Linked DNA regions of Anser cygnoides: all the other regions are linked to region 3. The links are chromatin contacts, called in public Hi-C maps. All regions are on one chromosome and are shown on one strand. Each heading gives the region's core, a stretch centred on a gene start, on an enhancer-like site or on the middle of the called end of the contact. The rest is flanking DNA. Distances are from core to core; before and after follow the strand shown.

What was found. Hi-C and Micro-C count contacts between places; a contact is called where the count stands out from the background.
Region 1: a Hi-C map of liver shows a contact between it and region 3, with 4 times the contacts expected there. The contact joins two enhancer-like sites. A contact is called at or near these places in 2 of 7 Hi-C or Micro-C datasets (both in liver).
Region 2: a Hi-C map of liver shows a contact between it and region 3, with 4 times the contacts expected there. The contact joins two enhancer-like sites. A contact is called at or near these places in 2 of 7 Hi-C or Micro-C datasets (both in liver).

Annotation. Positions count from the first base shown.
Region 1 is chr4:41,130,778-41,133,477 of Taihu_goose_T2T_genome, reverse strand. All of the region lies in intron 1 of MAML3 (mastermind like transcriptional coactivator 3), which reads left to right. Among named protein-coding and RNA genes, the nearest start is that of MAML3, 76 kb to the left of the region's middle. Within about 2 kb of position 1,332, at least 2 of the 3 cell types and tissues checked have open chromatin away from gene starts, as enhancers often do. A contact at or near this core is called in liver, where this site is marked.
Region 2 is chr4:41,150,829-41,153,528 of Taihu_goose_T2T_genome, reverse strand. The region is part of intron 1 of MAML3 (mastermind like transcriptional coactivator 3); the gene reads left to right. Among named protein-coding and RNA genes, the nearest start is that of MAML3, 56 kb to the left of the region's middle. Within about 2 kb of position 1,263, at least 2 of the 3 cell types and tissues checked have open chromatin away from gene starts, as enhancers often do. A contact at or near this core is called in liver, where this site is marked.
Region 3 is chr4:40,996,430-40,999,129 of Taihu_goose_T2T_genome, reverse strand. All of the region lies in intron 2 of MAML3 (mastermind like transcriptional coactivator 3), which reads left to right. Among named protein-coding and RNA genes, the nearest start is that of MGST2, 24 kb to the right of the region's middle. Within about 2 kb of position 1,444, at least 3 of the 3 cell types and tissues checked have open chromatin away from gene starts, as enhancers often do. A contact at or near this core is called in liver, where this site is marked.

The DNA of each region.
Region 1 (2,700 bases), core at 83-2,582, 130 kb before region 3:
AGAGGTTATAGGTGGGAAAGGAGGGTAAAATACAGCATTTTAAATGGCAGGAAGGTGAAAATGTAAATGTTAGGGGCAGATGTCTGGCCACAAGGATATTGTAGTGTTATCCAGGGGAAACACCTTGGTGCTGAGGCACGACTCGCCTGCCTGCAACTGTGGCACCTTTGTATACCCCTGACGAAGCATGCCTACCTGAAAAAAATGGCTCTGTGGTGTGTTTTTTTAGATTTTATAAAAAATACCCATTAAGGAGAATAGGTGTCCACTCCGCTCCTCCTTTATGGGTGATGTCCAAGTCCCCCTGACAAGACCTTGGCTGTGCAGCAGCGTGGCTGCTTCCATTCTGCTTGCAGAGCTAGTTATTCGGTTCCAGCGTCCACTAAAGCAATCGCCAAAAGCAGTTAAAATAAAACTCATTACGGCGGGCATGGGATACGGTACGTTTTGAATCCCGAGGATGTGCCGTAATCAACTTTGACCAGGTTCCCTTCCCCGTAGCAGCAGATAACAAAATTTACATTTCCACTGTGTATAAGAAACCGAAAAGATGAATCCCTGCAGAATCGAGTGAGGACCGTTGTTCCCTTTGTCTGCTGAGAAGCAGTTGTTAGTTATTTGTGAGAGAAATCCACAAGTCCTCTCCAAAGGCGAAATCTTCTGTATTTCTTGGAGATGGAAATAAGCATTCTGTGACTGACAAACAGCTGAGTTTTCTACAAACACCGATTTATTTTTTCCTCCTTTGTTTTACAGCTTGGTTCTTCTAAGCACTGTGAAAATACCTTTGTCCCCCTTTCCCTGTTCCTGGGATGCATTATTCTTCCCAGAGGCCGGGCTGGTGTTTGTAGAAAGCCACTTCTGTGGGCAGATCTTGCCTGTTGAAGTAGGGCTTTGGCTGAGATAGCCCAGGCCTCGTTAATACTTAACGTGGAGTAAACACGGCAGGTCGTACCCAGCGCTGTTACGCACGCTCCGCAAAGCTGGCGCCAGCATCTTTAGCTGACAGAGGTCAGGTGAAAACAGGTCTGCTGTCTGGGAGAGGACTATTTTTTTTGCTGTAAAAGAGGCAGAAACCCAAGATTCCCAAACGGTTGAGGGTCGTTTTTTGGCTGAGCAGAGCACGTTGCCTTGCAGAGAGGCTGGATGTACTAAATCCCTGTTAAACTGAGAACCCCAGGTGCAACTGTTCCTTCTGGAGCCCAAACCCAGAGGCATTTGGGAGGGGGAGAAGTAAGGGGTGGCCTGATTAGAGTTGTTTGGAGTCTTGTCTTATTTTTACAGTGCAGTTGGCGTCTGTACGGGCCATCCATTTTCCCAGTGCATGGCATTATTTTCCTTTGTTTTGTTACCTCTTGGATAAGGTTGCTGCACTTTGACATCACTTGCCTCCTGGAAATGTCAGCCCTTTGTTTTCACACTCATGGAGTTTGTGACAGCTGCTTGAAAGAGAACTTTGCAGAATAAACTAAAACAGCTGCAAGAACTTCAAGTATCTCTAGTGAAGCACCTTGAACTGTTTGCTGTGTTATTCAGCTTGGCACGTGGAGAAACATGTCTCTCTGAAGCTGTACGTATCCTGGGTTTCCATTAGCAATCCAGCCTCGCTCAGCAGAACCCACTAAAAATACAAAGCATCTGCTCGCTCCACCATGCCAAACCATCCCGAAAGAACCAAGCACCAGCCCCTCAACCAGAAATTTTGTCCTGGCTATGGGGAAGACCAGTGAGAAAAAGAAGTCCCATCACCAAGCCCCTTACAGAAACCTCTCCTCTATTGTAAACCTCCCCGGTCACGGAGGAGAAGTGCAACACCTGCAGAAATACGAAGGTTACGTTAAGGCGGGACCCCAGCCAGATGGAGTTTATAAACTAGAAAGATCCAGTGACCTGAGGTGAGCTCATGGGACCACAGAGACTTTCCCTGCATGTCCTTTTTGAGCTGCAACACCCGCCGGCATTTCCAGTCTTGAAAGTGCCTGGTGCAGAGCAGGTATCAGCCACGTCACCTTCTCCAGGGCCTCACCTGTGCCCAGGGCTGAGGCCCTGCTCTCTGCTGTCAACTGCTGGCTGCCTGTCCGAGGTGGAAATACTCTTTGTGTAGGTGTGCAGGACCTACTCTTACAGGCGTGCTGCTTTTTCCAACTTGCAGGACTACCAAGGGAGAGGCTGCCTGGCAATAGGTGTGTGCTGGATGCAGCCTCAGTCTAGCAGCGCTGTAGGGTCCTTTGAGATAAAGGATGCCATGCGTGATGATGCTGATTTGTTTGAGTTCTGCCTAAATACAGCTAAAGCAACGCCGTAACCAGGAGGTGGTCTGGGCTGGCTTGCAGGTTTTCAGCAAGCTGCTTTCTGTGTTTTTCGGCATCGTTTAAAAAGCGCTCCCTAGCTCGTGGTTATGAACATAATCTTCCCAATGTGCGTGGAATCTAAATTGGCGCAGAGCAACTTGTCAGAGTCTGCACCCAGTCTGCAGCAGGAGCTCCGGGAGAGATGTGAACTGCCTTTGTTCTTTGCAGTGGGGGTGTTAACTCTGAAGTTTATGATAATGTACTTGCCAGCATTGTTAATTATTCCACTGGAAGGAAGGAGCTGGAGAGCCTGCACAATTTGCTGTCGGGAAGGGTCTTGTTTCGGCGTTCCAGTTTGGCGTCTCAAATAGGTGCCTGGGCGAGCCCTGCTGCCTTGGGGAGGGGGTCT
Region 2 (2,700 bases), core at 14-2,513, 150 kb before region 3:
GACCAGAGTTGCCCCTGAAGCTGAAAAGTGGGGGCTCTGTTTAGCAGCATCACCACCCACTGTTTCCAAAGATGTTCGGCTTTGCTCAGCGGCCTCCCTATTGCTGTAGCTATAAATAAGTACGTATCTTTGTGTGTGTGATTTGTTCGTGTTTAAGCTTATATTTAAGCCGAAAGGCTATATATAACAGGACTCTATTGAAGAAGACAAAATCCTCATTGTTCTGTTCGTGTTCTATCTCAGTGTAACTTTCATCTTGGTGTGCATGGGTGTGTGTGCACGCAGCCATACATTAACATGAGCAGACAGACACAGGATAAAAAATGATGTGGATATTCTACCCTGTTTCTGTAGTTGGGTGTTGGTGTAATTAGCTTTCATGACGTAAACAGAACCATTTTTGTACGGTTGGAGTAACAGCATGGCAAAGCCCCATCTGTTTGCACCGAGACTACAATATATGTATGTGTATTGCTAACTTTGGTCATTCCAAACTCACTTTAGGAATGTCACTTTCTAGACCTTACAAAGTGCTTCTGAAGCTGGTTTCCTCTAGGCGTTTAGTATGTAACCATATTTTAGCTCCGGCAAGCTTCACAATGCTTTTTTGTTAACTAGACGGTTTCACTATGATCATCGTATAGAGTGGCTGTGCTTTTCTGGGTATGGGAAGGCTGGTCAACTTTATATAGACCAAGGAAAGTAGCTAGCCTTTATGGTGGTGGTTTAAAAAAAATAAAAAGGAAGAGGGAGTTATTGGCATGGTAGCTGGCAAATATTTAGACATTGTGGATCACTTGCCAAAAAAAAGTGTGATTCTGGGTGCCCATCCTTTGCGCAGAAAAGGCTGCTTTGGAAACTTGCCAGGATCTGAGGGGTGTTCCTGACTTGCTGGTAGTGGAGCAGGTTAATGATTTAAGTCTGTAGTATTTGTGGTTGCTTTTGTTGGTTACAAAGAGCCCAACACATGTTTTGGAGTGTAGTTTCCTCATTGCTCTTGCTCTCTGCAGGCTCTTGAGAGAGCAAACGAAACTGGTTAGAAACCGGGCATCTGCCGCTGCCAAATTGTTGGGGAACACCAGCACCCACCCCGCAAAGCGAGGCCGTGTGAACTCTCTGCCACGCTGCATGGTGGTAGCTACCAGGGAGGGATTTTCACATGGCGGATGCTTTTGCCTGCAGACGTGGGGTTAGTTATTAGCACTCGGGGGTCCTGTACCTCAGGGAAATCTGGGGCTTCGCACATTACCTGGCCTCAGCCAAACAGTGAAATGACTATGTGCACGCGCTTAGGAAATACCAGGTACAGCGTTGTCAGATTATACCTCAGTGGGAAAGTTGTGAGTTAATGAGGCTTTACCTCATATTTGCAATGATCTAGGAATGCGCAAACAATTACTTACTGTGGCTCATCTGAGTCCCGGTAATTTGTTATGCTTGTAAACTTGGCTACTTTTGTGAGCTTGCAGACTAGTGAAATCCACAGCCTGCCTTATTCTGTATTTCTTTATTATTATTGTTATTTATTTTAACTGATTTGACATCTGCCTGTTAATCAAATGGATATGTTTTTTTAGGTTGGTGAGAACACTTTACTGTTGGATTAGCTGTTTTCAGAGAAAATTATTATTTTTCTTAGATACTCGCTGAACCTAGGGAAGGAGTCTGTTATTTCTTTTTTCTCTGAAGTCATAGGTAGCAAATGCTTTTTCTACTGGGCATAAATAATAGCTGGTTTCACTACTGCTTGCACAGAGGAGTCCCATTCCATGGGGAGTGTTGGTGTTTCTGGAGTCGAAATGGCAGAGAGAGGAGTCTTAGCCCCTGTATATTTGCACAGCACTGTATTTCCAAGGGTGTTTCTGTCTGTCGTTGCTGTTTGATCATCTTTTTTAAATTAACAAGAACAGAGGGATGGGAGAACAGCATCCAGACCAGAATCCACTGCCACCAGGTGCTCGGTGGCACGAGGCGGAGGAGCAGTGAGGAAGCTGGCTCACGAACGTGCTGCGAGGGATCAGCTGAAGGCGGACGGGCTTTCAGCATGCTGACCAAGTGTCAAGGCTGCAAATGGGATTACAAGCCAGTGACAACTGTGGTGGCTGTTGTTCTGGGGACACCTGTTCCCTCAGTGCTGGATGCAGGCTAGCATCCACGCAGGATGTTGAGCAGTCACCAGATGGCAATGGCTTTCAGTCACTGTGCATTTTTTCTGGATTGGATCCAGCAGTGTATAAGGGATGCTCTTTGCTAGCAAAACAGCACTACAAGGGACATTTAGCCCTCAAAGGAATCCAGATAAAGAGGTTTGTTAATGAACCACAAAACTCCCATGTGGAATGAGTATTGTCACTGAAAGTTAACCAGGTGCCAGGATCTAAAACAACCACTTGGAAACAAATGGTTTCACCGTCCAGTCATTAATGGGAGCTGCTGCATGACGAGGAAGCTGTCCATAAAAGTTAAGACCAAAATGTTGCTAGCGTCCGAGTAACTTAGGATGGGTCAGTATGTTTGTTTCTGGTAGAAAGCTGGATATGGAGAAATGCCATGGGCACCTTGGGTAAACACACCCTGGTTAAATTGGTAAGAGCTTGTGTCATTGGCTTACTGCTACTTTTGTCAGTGTGTTTTAAGAGTTGTTTCTTTCGAGTCTAGTGGAAATGATTCTTCTTGCTGGAAGCCTCAATTTACTGGACA
Region 3 (2,700 bases), core at 195-2,694:
GCATACCCACTCCTGTTGATTTCTGGTCCCTGGGGTCCCACTCTGCTCCCTGCGCCTCCAGCAGAAGTGGTGTGAGCTGGCAATGTCTGAGGGCTGGAGGGCATCATCTGGCGGTCCTTCTGCTGGTCCTGGCAGAAAACGGTGTGACCGCTTTTAGCTGTGGTTGGGGGAGAATGGATGTCATGCAGAAGGAGCAAATTGCTGAATGATAAGGAAGAGGCACGTGTAAGATTTGAGACAAAGAGGAAAATACTTTTTTTCCCTCCCCTTTGTCCCCTTTTTGAGGTCACTTGCGTTTGGTGTGCGTAACTGTACACACACACCACCCTGAACTCTGAGGAGGACCCCTCACTCTGGCAGATCCTTAGAAATAATGTGGGCAGAGGTGCTGATGAAGCAGCTAGGTCCCTACAGAAGTTCTGCTTACTGGGTGCTCTACAGCTACGAAAACCTGCCCAGACGTGTCATGCAGACCAGTTGGAAATTCTGCCTCTTTCTTGGCTCCACGAATGGAAGCTCGACTCTTTCTAAATCCGGTCTTACTCCCAGGTGCAGAGCACTCGATCCTGTCCCTGGGCTGTGTTGGAAGGGGTTCGCCGAGACTGCGGGGAGCACGGGGATCCCTGCGGGTTTGGAACCAGGCACGGCCACCACGCAGCAGCAGTGCCCGCTGCAGAGGTGCTCTTGGTAAGGAGCTCTGCTCCTGGACACAAGGGAGCGTTTTCCTGCTGGCAGGGGCTTTCTGCCCGGGCTGCACTCCTGTTTTGGGGACACACAACCCAGGGCTGCTGCCGGTGATGTCAGTGGGGCCTTTCATCATTGTTTGGGAAGAGCTTTGGCCAAAAAAAATGGAAAGGAGCAGAAATATTCCGGGCAGGAGGGTGGTGTTCTGGCTTGATGAAGAACGCCTGGCCTTAAATCTGTTATTAAAACTGGAAACAGGAAGCTTTTGCTGTGCATAGGCAAACTCTTGTACCCAGAAATGGCTGAACGCGCCGCTCTGGAAGTAACACCTCCGTGCTAATCTTCATATTTCCTCCAGCTGCTGCACGGCGCGCGGGTTCGTGTCAGCTGGCGGGGCTTCCTTCGGGGCTTTCTTCCCTTTCCGACCCGGGAGCTAACAGCGTGTGGCGTAACGCCATGCAGGACCGAGCTGCGGCGGTATCGCGGGATGAGTTTGTGCCTGCGCTGTTTCCACGTGTGTGCACAGCAAGCCAGGACACAAGTTCTGCAGTAAGGCTCTTTCGAGGCAGATTCAGCCGGGTTTGGGGCTGCAGCCCCGGTGGCAGCTGAGCACGGAGGCTTGGGGGAGCCCCTGCGGGTGCCACCTCCGGCTCCCGAACCGCCCCCCCCCGGTTCCTTTCCCTTGTAGTAGCTGCAGCAGAGGTTCCATTACTTGGCAGCGCGGCCTCGCTGCTGTCTATAAATGGAAGCAGTTGGCCGGTCTCCCAGTATAACACAAGATAGTCCTGTGCAGCGGTTATGCAATCCCCAGCCTGATGACTTCATCAGGAGCCGGGGGGGGACGGGGGTAGGAAGGATCCTCAGCGGGCAGCCTGCGGGTGGTGCGCGTCCCCCGGGGCCCGTGGCGGGGTGAGGGCAGCGGGGGGAGCGTCGGGGCCACGAGCCCACCAAGTGTGGTGTGAGGAGGGAAAGGGGGGAGATGTGGGAAGACTGTTGGGGTGGGGAGGAAACTTTCAGACCGGGGGACGCGTATGTTGGGAAGGCAAAGCAGCCGAATACTGGAGAGCTGCCTCTCAGCGGGGAGCCCTTCGGGAATTAGCGGCGCGAAGTAGAGATGCGGACAAATTGTATTTTCTTGTTATTACCTCAAAAGGGTCCTTGAAAACCTGACCTTGGCGCGGAAAGGCTGATCCTCATTTCCCAGGCCGCGCTCCATTTTAACCCTTCCGCTGGCTGGGCTGGGTGGCACAGGGCACAAGATGACTTCACGCAGCTGTGGCGCACCTCAGGCCCGCAGCCGGGCAGAAGAGCCCGCCCTGGCCCCGGGACTGCCTCCCACAGCGGGTCCCGCACTGGTGCAGGCCCTTTTCGTCCCATCCCCATCCCCATCCCATGCGGTGGGTGCTTAACGAGCAGCCACCCCCAGGGGACAATTAGCGAGGCCGGCCCCGCTGGCTCCGTGCCGAGCCGAGCCGTGCTGCCCCGGTCCGGCAGCGGCCCCTGGCGGCGGGCCGAGCCGAGCCGAGCCGAGCCGTGCCGGGCGGCAGCACGGGGAGATGCCGGGGAAACGCGGGCTGGGGGAGGAAGATCGGAAAGAGAGGGCTTCCGCAGTGACTCTGGCTTTCTCTGCTCCCTTTTGTTTTCCTTTCCCAGCCCTAAGAGGCAGCGCACCGCCCTGGGAGCGCGAAGAGAAAGCAGGGGGGGGTTAGGAGAAGGTACCTGTGGCATCACAGGTGCTCGTGTCCTTCCTTCCAGTGACAAGCTTTTGGTCCTTAGCTGGGGGGTGGAAATCTTAAATAAACACGTTGTGTGGGTGAATCCTGAGATTCTGGTGCAATATAGGGGGAATTAGGGCTGTTCGCTGTGCCTGCCTACAACCTCAGCTCCTGAACCCGGAGGCCTTCATGGCAGTGTCAGTGTGGGAAAAGGGAAGGAAGTGGAAAGGGAGAGAAATGAGGTTTATTATCCCCATGATGATGGAGGAAAACCCTGGAAAAACATCTCTCGCAAGTTATT